Regions from separate parts of the Zea mays genome. Here region 1 is linked to region 2. The links are chromatin contacts, called in public Hi-C maps. All regions are on one chromosome and are shown on one strand. Each heading gives the region's core, a stretch centred on a gene start, on an enhancer-like site or on the middle of the called end of the contact. The rest is flanking DNA. Distances are from core to core; before and after follow the strand shown.

The links. A called contact is a pair of places that touch in the nucleus more often than the background predicts.
Region 1: a contact with region 2 is called in a Hi-C map of leaf, with 5 times the contacts expected there. The contact joins the enhancer-like site here to the promoter of LOC103650299 in region 2. A contact is called at or near these places in 2 of 25 Hi-C or Micro-C datasets (ear and leaf).

Annotation. Positions count from the first base shown.
Region 1 is chr3:108,352,405-108,359,086 of Zm-B73-REFERENCE-NAM-5.0, forward strand. No RefSeq gene overlaps it. Among protein-coding and RNA genes, the nearest start is that of LOC103650297, 12 kb to the right of the region's middle. Within about 2 kb of position 1,522, at least 13 of the 20 cell types and tissues checked have an H3K27ac peak or open chromatin away from gene starts, as enhancers often do. A contact at or near this core is called in ear and leaf, where this site is marked.
Region 2 is chr3:108,065,333-108,072,613 of Zm-B73-REFERENCE-NAM-5.0, forward strand. It overlaps LOC103650299 (receptor protein-tyrosine kinase CEPR1), which reads right to left and starts at 4,570. Exons shown (of 2, transcript XM_008675904.3): 1 at 1,813-4,570; 2 at 1,054-1,718. The coding sequence starts at 4,465. The coding sequence ends at 1,306.

The DNA of each region.
Region 1 (6,682 bases), core at 272-2,771, 280 kb after region 2:
TAAATGAGAAGGTACAAGTGAATTAACTAGATAAATTCAAGCTTATGTGAATTAAAGAGACTACTCCAATGATATGGATCTAGACATAAAGTTGAAGTTCTGGAGTCAGCTGTAGAGCTGAAGAGGATGCTGGCAGGATCCCCATCTAGCCGCACGGGCAGACAGTAGCTAATTCTGTCAGCTAGGACAGCATTAGCATTACATAGCATTTGTTTATTATACTAGATATCACATATACCTCTCGCAAGAGCACAATCCAATAATAGATAAGTTTATTGCACATATACTCTATCTACAGCTCATATATAGGTATATGTTCTAGTTGAAAGGAATAATGTTTCACGTCCAAGAGAAAAAGAAAATGCTCCATATCAAAACTCTATCCAAGAAAAAAAAAGTGCTCTACAAAGGGAAATTTTGTTCCAACACAAGATAATCATATTTATTGATTTGAAGAGACTAGAATGATTCAATTTTCCTTCATTTCAGTTGTCCCATAACAAGACAATCATGACCTTTGTATTCTTGAAGTTCATAAAAATTTCTCTGTTGATCTCACACTTCATCACAATGTAACTTTTATTTCTAACGGTATACTAGGGTTTGGTCCTAAAAATTTAGCTTTGTTAACTATTATAACATTTTCTTTTCCAAAATTCTTTTTTCTTCTACAATTCTTCTTTCCTTTTCTACAATTTAGCGATCAATGTTTTAATTAATTTTTAGTCACTAACATCTATAGGTTAATTAGGCTATAAGATTTGATAGCGACTCTTCTCTATAGCGACCCACTGTCGGTTCCCAACGATATCTATAGCGACCAAACATAAGTTGTTAAATTTTTAGACTTTTAGCGACCAACATACCATGGCTAAAAAAAGATTTAGCGACTAATCATCGGTCCACTACTTTTAGCAACCAATTGGTAACAAATAAAGGTAGCTAAAGATCAACCGTGTGTAGTGAAAACAATGCAAATGAAGATGAACACTACAGGAATCATGAACATTCCCGTCGGTCATTTTAATTCCCGTCGGCCTTTGCTCGGGCCGACGGGAATTAGATAACTCTCGTCGGCTCAAAGGCAGCCGACGAGATTTGGATAAGTACTTATTCCCGTCGGTTTAGTGCTTATTCCCGTCGGTTTCTGGCCGACGGGAATTAAGTGCTTTCCTGTAGTGGAATGTTGCAGTAGAGATGCAGCGTGGTGTATTGCCGCGTCACGTGAGGTTAAAGGTATGGAGAAACGTGAACGACTATAGCATGAAAATGTTGTCATCTTGGCTCGCCGCTCGTGTGCATGTGCATATGTATGTTAGTGTGCCAAGCCATTATAATTAGCAATATTTAATGGCGTTTGATTATTGATGTGAATGCTTATGCATGCTAGTTGTTGCATGCATATATGTGCACTGTGCACAAGCAAACAAACAAGCAGCAAGCTTGCATGTAGAGGTTGCTTGGCGTGCGGCAAGAGGCTGCAATCGCTGCTTGTTCCTTGCATGTACGTGGGAAGCAGAGCGCAGCACCAGGCGGCCCGTCGGCCAAAGCAGCCCATGGCGGCCCGGCTGGATGCTTCCGCTGGGAACAGCGCAGCAAACAGCGCAATCTCGGCCCGCGATGGGAGGCCACGCGCGGCTGCAATTCGAATCCGGGTCAAATATGAGAGGCAACAACTAATATACAGGTGTTATGTACAAACATGCAAATGAGTCTCTTAGTTCGTTAGATCATGATATAATTGTAGATATGATCCTGATTTCTTAGAGAGTTTTCTATAAATCTATACGAGCTGGTGGTGCAAGGGTTTTAGTGTTAAATGTGATACATGGTTGCATTAGAATCTAACGAACCAGAAATCTTGCTTGCACGCTTACACATAAGATCTGATTGCATATTAGTTGTTACCAATAAGAGAATGTTTGACCCATATAAATAAGAACTTTTCTATTTTACAGCAGACATTCACTACCGGACTGACATTCTTTGCTGAGTGTATCAAACACTCGGCAAAGACCTTTTTACACTTGGCAAAGACTTTGCCCAGTGTAACACTCGACAAATGATTTTTTGTCGAGTACTTTTTTCAGATACTCGGCGAAGACTTTACTGAGTGTCAAAAACACTCGGCAAATTAGAAACCACAAAGATATCCAAAAAACAGCAAAACATTTTAATTAGGGGAACAACCTTCCCAACCATTACCATTGCCCTATCATTTTTTAAATTCCCCTATAATTTTTTAAATTGAATTCAAGTGTTTTGTGATTACCCTATCATTTTTTAAATTCCCCTATCATTTTTAAATTGAATTCACGTGTTTTGTATCATTTGTGTCTATATTACGTTTTCCTTCCCCATGTATTATAATAAACCAAGAGTAAATTGATTATTTGTGGCACTAAATGAATTTAAATGAAAATGTTGTTAACTGTAAAGTTGCATAACTTTTCAAGATCTATAACTTTCATATTGGTAGTTTCATCATCCGAGACCGTTTACAAAATATGAATTTCAAATTTGAAAACTTCAAACATATTTTTCTATGACAAGATGATTTCAAATAAAAAATTGTCAATTATAAAGTTTCATAACATTTCAAGACCTACAATGTTTACAATTTTAAATTTCAAACAAAGGTTTGCATGACAATATGATTTAAAACCAAAATATTGTCAACTACAGAGTTTCATAACTTTTTAAGACCTACAAATTTTATTTTGGTGGTTTTTCCGTTTGAGGTCATTTTAGAAATCCGAATTTTAAATTTTTAAAATTCAGACGTAGTTTCCATTGACAAGACGACTTTAAATGAAAAGGTTGACAACTACAAAATTACATAAGTTCTTAAGAACTATAAAATTTATTTTGGTTGTTTGGTCATTTATTCATCCCACATGTTGGTTCTAATATTATTTACAAATCTTATACAACTCTCTTGTAGTTTCACAAACTACGAGAGAGATATAGTTTTTCTGAACAAATTTACTTTTATTTTGTCATATGAAGAAATAACCAAAATATAAATTTTACATCTTGATGAGTTATACAAATTTGTAGTTGAAAACATTTTCATTTGAATTAATTTGTTGTCTTAAAATACGATTTTAAATTGTCTTTGTCTAGTGTTGAACACTCTTTGCCGAGTGTCAAAAAATAAACACTTGGCAAAGAAGCTCTTTGCCATGTGCCAAAAATAAAACACTTGGCAAATAAGCTCTTTGCCGAGTGTAAAAAACACTAGCCAAAGAAACTCTTTAACAAGTGTCAAAAATGAAACACTCAGCAAAGAAACCCTTTGCCAAGTGGTTTTTTACTAAGTGTTTTTTGTTAGGCACTCGGCAAAGAACTTCTTTGCCAAGTGCCCAAAAAAACATTCGACAAATCATTTGGCACTCGGCAAAGAGCCGGATTCCGGTAGTGAATAACAGATGTGTTTAGGATCTATATTAGATCTACTGGAGAGATTAATCTAGGTTTTTGATAATTCAAGAGAGAAATTTTCTGGTGCTTTTGAGTATCATTTTTTACCCAAATCTTATGATTAAAGTGTTGATTATTGAAAGTGTTCTAGAGGGGGTGATGGGCCATACCTAAAAATTTTACGACAAAAACTAGAAACGAACTCAGTAAAACCAGTTCAGCTCGTGCTAAGACTTGTTCAACCGCAGTGCACAAGTGTTGGAACATGCTAACTCGTGGTCAGCCAAGCTCAAACAAGGGGAGAATAGAAAACAATTTGATGCCAATAAACACAGAGTATTAGGACAACAGTGTTTTTCTCTGTCCCCTGCAATGGTACAATAGGGGGGTATTTATAGGTAACCGAGGGTCGGCCTGGCCCTGCCAAAGACGATTACACCCTCAGTTACCTACGTTATCCCCGGAATATTCCCTCTTAGGGGGTTATGGCGGGTCATTACAGCGTAATCAGTTACAAACATGGGCTGACCCTCTACCAGCCTTGCCTACGTGGCGGCCTACGGTTGGGATCCTGTAGCTTGGGTCGACTATACACGGGCCCCCTATTACAATTGGTGGCAGGTTACAATACATAGTCTTCACGGTCCTGATTGTTCAGTCTCTAGAGTCCTTAGTGGTCTTCGCCCTGGCCTATCTGGGCGAAGGTAGCACCTGAGTCTTCGTCTGTGCGTTCTCCCCGTGCACTTTGTAATGTGGCTCAATCTTCAGGCCTTCGAGGTCTCCAATCTTGAATCCTCTGGCACGGGCCTCTCGAGCGAGGGGGCGTTACTCCTTCGCCCTAACATTTGCCCTCCGAGGGACCAGTTCGACTAAGTCAGCTGGTGCCAATGTCTATCGTAAGATGGCGAAAATACTGCCCTCGCTCGAAGTGGTCCCGCGGGGTTTTTTGAAATATGACCATTGACGAGACGTGTTACAGTGCGACTATTGAGTTCCCAAGGCGCTGATCTTGGCCTTTAAAAAGCCGGGCTCGGGCTAAAGCTTTTCACCTGTTCGAGAACGCGCTGCCAAAACCCTAGCTCTTTCATTTGCTCGCATGCATTCTCTGCTCTCGCTCTACCAGAGATCTGGCCCGCATCAAGCAGACTGCCCTCCGCCACCAACGGTACGTGACCATACTATCCTCTTCCTCGTCGTCCTCTGCTACGAGCGCGTCGCCGACCACGGCAGCGTCTAAGAAGACGCTTAGTGATTCTACAGTAGTGGATCTACAGCCGGTCATACGGTTGAATTCGGGACCTCGAGGATTTACTCGAGACATGTGCTAGAGATGCAGCGGCTGGGTTACTTTGGAAGCGGAGTTGGGTGAGCTCCAGGGGCTGAAGATGTCCCTGAGCCAGAGGGGGAGTTGATTGTGTTTGAGGCTTTTTTGTTGTTGGTCTTCATTTGCCAGCACATCGGTTCGTAGTTGAAGACCTACGGAGGTTTGGGGTTCAAATTCATCAATTGACACTGAATGCAATGGTGGCGCTGGCGAAGTATGTGTGGGTTGTGTCCTCTTATGGTGGGGAACCATTTGTTGAAGTCTTCATGAAAAATTACTGTTTGCACTGGCAAAAAAGGAAGATAGGTGGAATGATTGCTCAGTTTTGGTCCTGCACCTTTACACCGAGGACTTGAAATACCTCGGCTGAAGTTATCGAGATTGTTCTATGTGCAAAAAATAAGTGGGGTAACTGGTGGGAGTTCTGGTTTTATGTAGCGCCAGGCGACGTTGAAGGGTTGCCCAGTTTTCCCCCTGCTATCTTGTGCTCTCATTGTTATGTGGCATTTCCACAGTTTAAGGTGGCGAAGGGGGACAAAGACGAGGAGGCCTTCGCTATGCAGCCTGTCTGAGCAGTGGACGTGACTTGGTGGAAGAGTTCATTGCTTGTGGAGTGTGGCCTTTGTCGCATGGGTGGGCCTTGGGCGAGATTATACCTCGCAGATGCCAACCTTGAGAGATAAATTGGTGCGAAGCCCAACCTTCGTCGTGGATTTGCGTGGGTGGGATGCGGGCGCTTTCGTGCGGGAACTAGAGTCGGAGGCTGTTAAGATTGTCGGAAAATATGCGTCGAAGACTGAAATGTTAAGGAGTTGGGACATTCGCGGTTCCAACGTCAAGTTGAATTATGTCTTCAAATTGAATAAATTGCCTTATGGTCCCTACCTGGAGGGGGAGGCGTCGGCGATGATCGAGGCAAGCAAGTGAAACCCCAGGCCGACAAAGGCTCCTCAAAGGAGAAGGCTCCGGTTGCAACCGCTCGAAAGAGGAAATTAGGTATGGGGGATGTTGAGACTGGGTCGAGGGCCACTGGAGTTTTGTTGAGGAGTTAATGAAGACGTGCGTGGTTCCTGGGGAATTGATCTCTTCGCCCGAGCTCCGGGAAACTTCTTCGCGCATGATGAAGGTTACCGGGGGTCGATGGCCTAGGAATAACCCTATACCCCAGGTCGTTGGCAATGATTTTTTTACATCTCGATTGTCTCGTGATTTGAGAATTTTTCCTTACGGGAGAAATATTGGTGTTGTTGTGTCGGCAGTGATGGAGAAAGATTGCCAAGACGCTCAGCGAAAGAAGCGTAAGGCCCCCATCCGGCTAGTGGACCCACACCGAGAAGCGAAGCTAGCGTGCGCTAGCATGAAGGCTGCCACCCCAGCTGCAGCAATGCCTCCGCCCGCGGTGCTAGCTGCTGCCGCACGTGACTGAAACGGCGGTGTCGGGGACCGGCAGGGCCGCTCAGGAGTTGTCAGTAGATGACTACCTGGTGGGAACCGTTACATGTTTGATGCCTAGACTGGGCTGCCACCTGCTGGTGAGTTGTCTTGATTTCTCTTAGTCAGGTAGATCCATGTTTCTAACTGATGTCGGGAAAACGGCCGGCAAAAAGCGTCGTCTCCACGTCAACAGAGACAAGTTTTAATTTAGATATAATAAAGTAAATAATACAGGTATTGCAGGCTCATACTTCCATAATTCTTATATTTACATAAAAATTATGTTAATTACATCTCCGTAGAGAAAACCCCTGATTAAGAGTTCCAACATGAATACATAAAAGAAAAATAAAAATTACATCATATGGTTGACTATTACAAACTACAAAAGAAAACAAAAGTCTTCGCCTCATGTAGTCGTGAATAGTTGCATGCGTATGTTAGATACGACATGATTTCATTGTTTGACGAGATAACAAATATCTCTTTATTACTAGCTTG
Region 2 (7,281 bases), core at 3,320-5,819:
GCGTAGGGGACGCTGAAGTTGATGGTGGGTCAGACTCAGCGTTGGAGACTGTGCTCGCGACGGGGGGTGGATTGCCTAGGGTTCGGCCGCCGCGGTGGATCAAATGCAGGCCTCTGCGGTGGAGAAGAACGAGGGGGCGGCGCCACCGTCTCCGCGATTCTGGGTCCCTTCCCGGTGAAGAAGAACAAAGCGACGACGTCTCCCTCTATGCGGTGGAGAAGGTGAATGCGACGGCGGTCGGACGACGGGGGGGGGGGGGGGGGGGGAGGGAGGGAGAATCTCTAGGGTTCGGCCGCCGCGACCGTTACGGGTGAGGAGAGCTAAAAAAACTGCGTGCTTGGTTGCTGGATTCGTGGGCCCGATACACGTAAACTGCTGGGCGAAATCAACGCGAAGGCCCATGGACCGACACGTAGATTACTGTTTCGTAAACGGAAACATAAGACATCGTAATATCAATATTTATGTGGGGACTAGTACGGCTGCCCAGATTGAGGGAACACAATCTTTTCATGAGCCCGGATGCCCGAAACATGCACATACCAAAAAGTGTGTAAACCGTTACACGAATGAGCATAACACATAATAATATTTGACGTAAGCAGGTGGTACAGTGCGCACATGGTCGGTACGGTCCGGTCCGCGCACCTGGTCGAGGCTTCCAATAGTTATATAGAGCCCAGGGCTATATATATATATATATATATATATATATATATATATATATATATATATATATATATATATATATATATATATAACTTCCATCCAAATATGGTATACGTATACATACATGTGATAGTTGTTTGCCTTTCCCGTCCACTCAATCATCAGAGCATCAGATTCTGCTTAAACACCAAGCAGTGTATATATGTGATGCACTGGAGGAGAAAGGGCCGCAGGACACAATAAAGCTCTGCCTTAGCTAGCTCCTACACTACAGATAGATACTCGATATCCCCGTGCAACTTGCATGTTTAGGGCTAGTTTGAAACCCTTTTTTTTAAAAGATTTCTATTTTTAAAAAAGAAATTGGTTTATTCTCGCTTGAAAAAATAGAAAACTCGGAAAAATGGAATTCTCAAACTAGACTTTATATGATCGAATCACTCGTGTAAATCATCGGCACATCAATTAGTATATCTATACTACTATAAATATATTTTATAATCGGTTGCTTAGAGCGGCTCATGTATGCATGTTGGTTTGCCTCGACAGTTGGACGACCTCTTCCTATACTTAATAACTCGGCGACTTGCATTGCATGGGCATGGCACGCTGTTGCTTGAATAATTCAGTTCAATTCTAAGGCGGCGGCGGCGGCGGAGAAGCATGATGATGATCTGCTACGAGTACTTTGGGCTCGCCGGAGCTGTCGTCCTTTGTCGTCCGGCCGGCGGGTGGCCCGGCCTCGGCGAGCATCTGCACGACATCGGCCATGGTGGGGCGGAGTCCCGGCATGCTGCAGGTGCAGCGCACGGCGACGCGCAGCGCCTGCACCATCTCCTCCTTGTATGGACTCCACGCGAGGCGCTTGTCCAGCGCGTCCGCCTCGGCTCCGGCGCCGGCGGCCACCTTGCCGGAGACCCAGTGCACGATGTCCCTCGTGTCCCCGAACTCCGGCTCGATGGGCTTCCTCCCCGTGGCCAGCTCCATCAGCACCACGCCAAAGCTGTACACGTCGCACTTGGTCGTCGCCTTGGACGAGTAGGCGTACTCTGCATATATCAGAGCCTCAGAGGACTTAACAAATAAAAAAAGGAAACCAAATCACGCATGCATGCAAGCATGTACTCCGATCCGATATCCTACCTGGCGCCAGGTAGCCGTAGGTGCCGGCGATGGTGGTGGTGGAGGCGTCTCGGTCTCGGTCAACGCCACCGCCGCCGCGCGCCTGGAGCACCTTGGCGATGCCGAAGTCTGCTACCTTGGGCTCGAAGTCGGCGTCGAGGAGGATGTTGGAGGACTTGATGTCGCGGTGCACGATGGGGAAGAGGAGGTCGTGGTGGAGGTAGGCGAGCCCCTGCGCGACGCCGAGCGCCACACGGTGCCGCGTCGGCCAGTCCAGCAGCAGGTAGCAGCCGTGGAGCGCCTCCCACAGGTTGCCGTTGGGCATGTACTCGTACACCAGCAGGTTGCAGTCTGCGCCGGAGTAGCAGCAGTAGAGCTTCACGATGTTCTTGTGCCGGATGCTGCCCAGCGTCTCCACCTCCGTGCGGAGCTCGCGGTCGCCGAGCCACCCGCCGCCGCCGCCGTCGCTTGTTGTGCTGTCTCTCGTGTTGGTTGTGTTGGTCATCGCCGCCGCCGCCGCCCAGTCCACCTGCTTGCTGCTCGGCCCACGCAGCAGCCGTTTCGACGACGACAACCACAGCTTCTTCACCGCCACCAGCTCGCCGCTGCTAAGCTCGATCTTGTACACGGTCCCAGAGCCCCCGTGCCCCACGATATTCTTGTCGATCAGCGCCTCCAGGATCTCGTGCTGCTCGAAGCTCAGCTTGTGGAAGCTCCTCACGTCGTACGACGCGCTGGACGCCGGCGACAACGCCAGCGCCCCCTCCTGCTCCGCGCACCGCCGCGCCCGCAGCACCCACCGCCGCGCCAACGCTAGCATCGCCACGGCGCACACCAGAGCGCAGACGCCCACCACCCACACGTTCCTGGCCAGCCCCCGCCGCAGGCTCGGCCGCGGGCAGAGCGGCAGCGCCGGGTCCGTCAGGTTCAGCCGGAACGCCACGCACAGCCCCGGGTTCCCCGCCACGCTCTCCAGCAGGCCCTCCTTGATCAGCTGCAGGGGCACCGGCCCCGACAGGTTGTTGTTGGAGAAGTCCAGCGAGTTGGGCAGCAGCTTGCACAGCGACTCCGGGATCTCGCCGGACAGCGCGTTGTCCGACAGGTTCAGCACGTTCAGCGCCTTGAGCCCGGCGAGCGTCTCCGGGATGGATCCGTTCAGCCTGTTTCCCTGCAGGGACAGCTGGTTCAGCTTCGACAGCAGGCCCACGGACTCCGGGATGGGTCCGGCGATGAGGTTGTCGCTCAGGTCGATCTTCACCAGCCCCGACGCGGCGGCGATCTCCGGAGGGAGCTGTCCGGACATCCGGTTGTTGGACGCGAACAGCGAGGTCAGGTTCGTGGCGCCCGCCACCGTGGCCGCCACGGGCCCGGTGAAGTGGTTGTAGCTGAGGTCGACGATGGAGGCGTGCGGGAGGCCGAAGATGCCCGGCGGCACGTCGCCCTCCAGGTGGTTGTTGCTCACGCGGAACCGGAGCAGCGGCGTGCACTCGGCGTACGCCGGCAGGATGGGCCCCGTCAGGAGGTTGCTCAGCACCAGGATGTACTGGAGCTGGCCGTTGGCGCAGGCGTACGGCGGCAGCGGCCCCGTCAGCTGGTTCTCCGACACCTCGATCACGTTGAGGTCCGAGTACCGGCCGAGGTCGGCGGGGATCTCGCCGGTGAGCTGGTTGCGGTACACGGAGAGGATGCGCAGCTGCGTGGAGTTGCCGAGCACGGCCGGGATGGGGCCCGTGAGACGGTTGGTGTAGATCTGGAGCACGCGCAGGTTGCGCAGCGCGCACAGCGAGTCCGGGATGCCGCCGGTGAGGCGGTTCTCGGAGAGGTCCATGTCGGTGAGCTGCGTGAGGTTGCCGAGCTCGGCGGGGACGCCGCCCTCCAGCTCGTTGTAATAGAGCTCGAGGAACTGCAGGCGCGGGAGGCGCGCCAGCGACTCCGGGATGCGGCCGGTGAGGAAGTTGCCGCTGAGCTCGAGGTCGGTGAGCGACGTCATGTTGCCGAACCACGCGGGGATGCCGCCGCGCATGGACGTGGTGGAGAGGATGAGCACGCGGATGCGCCGCAGCGGCACGAACAGCGACTCGGGCGGCCGCCACACGTCGAAGCCGGGGTTCTCGTTGAGGTTCACCACCTCCAGGCTCGTGACGTTGGCGATGGACGTCGGGAACGCGCCGGTGAAGAGGTTGTTGGAGAGGTCGAGCACCCGAAGCGCGCGCAGCCGGGACAGGTTGGGGGGCACGGCACCCGACACGCCGGAGTAGCTGAGGTTGAGCACCTCCAGGGAGGTGCAGTTGAGCACGCCCAGCGGAAACCCGCCGCGGACATCGTTGTACGCCATCCGAAGCTCCCGGAGCGCGGGGAGCGCCGCGCAGACGCCAGGCGGGAGCCGGCCGACGAGGCGCCACGACGTGACGTCGATGCCCGTGACGTTGCCGGACCGGTCGCAGGCGATGCCGTGGAAGCTGCAGTAGTCCGGCGCCGGCGACATGAAGTCCCACCACCTCGACATGCCAGGCCCCGCGAACTGCTCCTTCATATTGGCGAGATAGGCAGCCTGCGTGTCCAGCTCCAATGCCGCCGCCGCCGCGCCGCCATCGCCGGACGCGAAGAAGATGATGATGATGAGAACGAAGCAGAGCAAGGGTGGAGGTGAACTGCAGAGAGTGGTGGACACCATAGCACCAGCTGACCAGTATGTGTGAGGATGCTTTTCTTGTGCTCGCTCGTACGTGTGTGCAAGCTGCTGTTGAAAGAAACCTTTTGTTGCAAATGGAATTGGAATGGTGAGGAGGAGCTATCAGGAAGGGAGGGAGTAAATAAGTGGAGCGGGAATCTGTGGAGGGAATTGGAATTGCTGAGGGCTTGTTCGCTTTGGAGTGGATTGAGGGGGATTGGAGGGGATTAAATCCCCTCCTATACAAATTTGTGTAGGAGGGGATTTAATCCCCTCCAATCCCTCTCAATCCACTCCAAAGCGAACAAGCCCTGAATGGTGATGGCGATGATATAAACTTTATACTATTTGAGAAGGCTTTTGCAATTACATTTGACAAGCCTTTTGCAATTACATTTGAGTAAGGAGAACAAACAATTCAAAACTTATTTTGTGAATCATCTTCCTCCACGCTAGGCGTTCTATCCATTTCTTGAAGGCGTTCTATCCATTTCTTGAAGGTGTTCTTTACATGTGACATCAAGTAGCTTCTTACTCAAAGTTGAATGAATTTGCTGGACATAGTGATTCTTTCGTAGCTGAAATGTCTCAACACATAAAGATTAAGTTTAGTAAATATTGGGAGGACAAGAATGACCTAAACAACTTACTATTTATTGCCCTTATCTTAGATCCTCGTTACAAGATGACGTATCTTAGCCTTTTCTTTTTTGGGGTATATGGTCCATCAAAGCAAAAGTTGTAGGAAAAATTCAAAACGATATTCGTTATTTATTAATTTGAGTGCTATGTTAAGTGTGCTACAGGTCATAATTACCTCAGTAATTACAATCAACCTCCGCTACATATTACTGTGGATGAGCATGAGCAGAATCCATCCTTATTGCTAGCCTCCCACTTCACTATGCGACTAGAAGAAACTGAGCATGGATAAATATAATTTTGAACTATCCATGTATTTCACAGATAACTGTGAAAAAATACAAATAATTTTGGTCTACTATTGTGGTGGAAATGCAACTCAAACAAGTACCCCATCCTATCTAAAGTTGGCAAAAGGTGTCTTGGCAGTACCTGTCTCTACAGTAGCTTTAGAATCTACATTTAGTTCTAGACTCTAGAGGGAGAATTGTAAATTCCTTTGGCACTTCACTATCTGCTAGCGCGGCTGAAGCTTTAATCTGTCTGCAAAGTTGGATGCTCTCCTTCAGTCGTTATGGATTTGAGAAAACATATAGAGGAAACACAACAGCATTGTACAGTATTTTCGATGGTCACTGTTATTTTTGGTGGTCAGGGCTCGAAAGCCAAAAATAAGCATTTATTTTCGACGGCCACTGACACGGCCACTGAAAATAAATGCTTATTTTCAAAACCGCGCGGCCGACCTTCTTCTTCATTCTTCTCTCTTCTGTTGTCTTCTGGCTATGCCGCCGCACTGTCCCTGCCCTGCCGCGTCGACCGCCCCTGCACAGGCCAACCACGCCGCCAAGCCCGCCCCCACACCGTGCCGCCGTGTTGACCGCCCTCGTCCACGCTGACCGGCCCTGGCGACCTGCCCTGCTGCACAGCCACGACGCCCCACGCCTGACGCGCCGTCCCGCCGCGCCGCCCCTGCTCCCCCCACCAAGAGGTTAAATTTTTTTGCGTATTTTATTCCATATTTTCGGCGGCCGTTATTTTATTACCGTCGGAATTAGTTTATATTTGTAATTGTGTTTGTCTTATTAGTGTGTGTGATTAGTATTATGTTTAGTTCGATTTCATTAATGTATTAGTGGTATATGTGGTTTAGGGATTAGGGGTATATTGTATTTGTGGCATTAATTTCGTATTAATATGTGGTACTATTATATTATTAGTTTTATAATTATATTATATTGGTACGTAGTACAGTTGCATTATTAGTGGTACGTGGTACTTAGTTTGATTTGATTAATAGCATATCATTCTTTATTTTATATATAAGTAATATATAAAAAAATAAACTTATGTTTAGAATAGAAGCCAACAACAACTATTATTTTTAATTACACTAACTAGGAATCGAACTTGAAACCTCTTGTTTCGATACCATATTATGTTACATGCAAGGGCGGACCTATATCGACATGATTGAAAGTACAGTTCACTCATTTCCCTGTTGCAAGTAATAGAGTCTATATTTTTACCATAAGGTTTTGTGCTCATGACAACTTAGATGTCTTTGCTCTAACATCTTGGTACTTATCCTTGTAAGTATATGTCACATCCTAAAATTCTCAAATTTAAGTATGTGAATAGGAATAATAATTAATGCAACGATTTTTTTGCATGATTTTAAAATTTTGCCAAACTTAATTTATTCTACAAGGAATTTAACATAGGAAAAATATTTATTTTTTTCTAAAATTAAATGTGTGTGTGTTGCTTGCTTACTTATGTGTACTCTTGGTGTTTCTTGAGTGTAAAAAGTTTTAAAATGTATTTCTCTATTTAACATGTTCTTCCAAGAATTTACCAGATTTTTTTGATAACTATTATCATTTTTATAAACCTATTTATATTTATTAGAAGGCTTTAAAATCTTTTTATGGTCTCTAAATATTTTATTTGGATTACTCGTGTATGAATAAACCTCTAGGATGTTTCCTAAAATTTTCAAACATCCGAGATACTTTTCAAGGTATAAATATTAAAATAAATTCTATCCCTAGTGTGCGACCCCCTTTCTCCGCATCCAAGCCGAACCGGACCAAAGGCTTATTCTGTAGATCTGTTTTTCCCTAGGGACAGTGTTGTGTGTGGACTCTCAATCACAGCGACTGACGTGTAGGGTC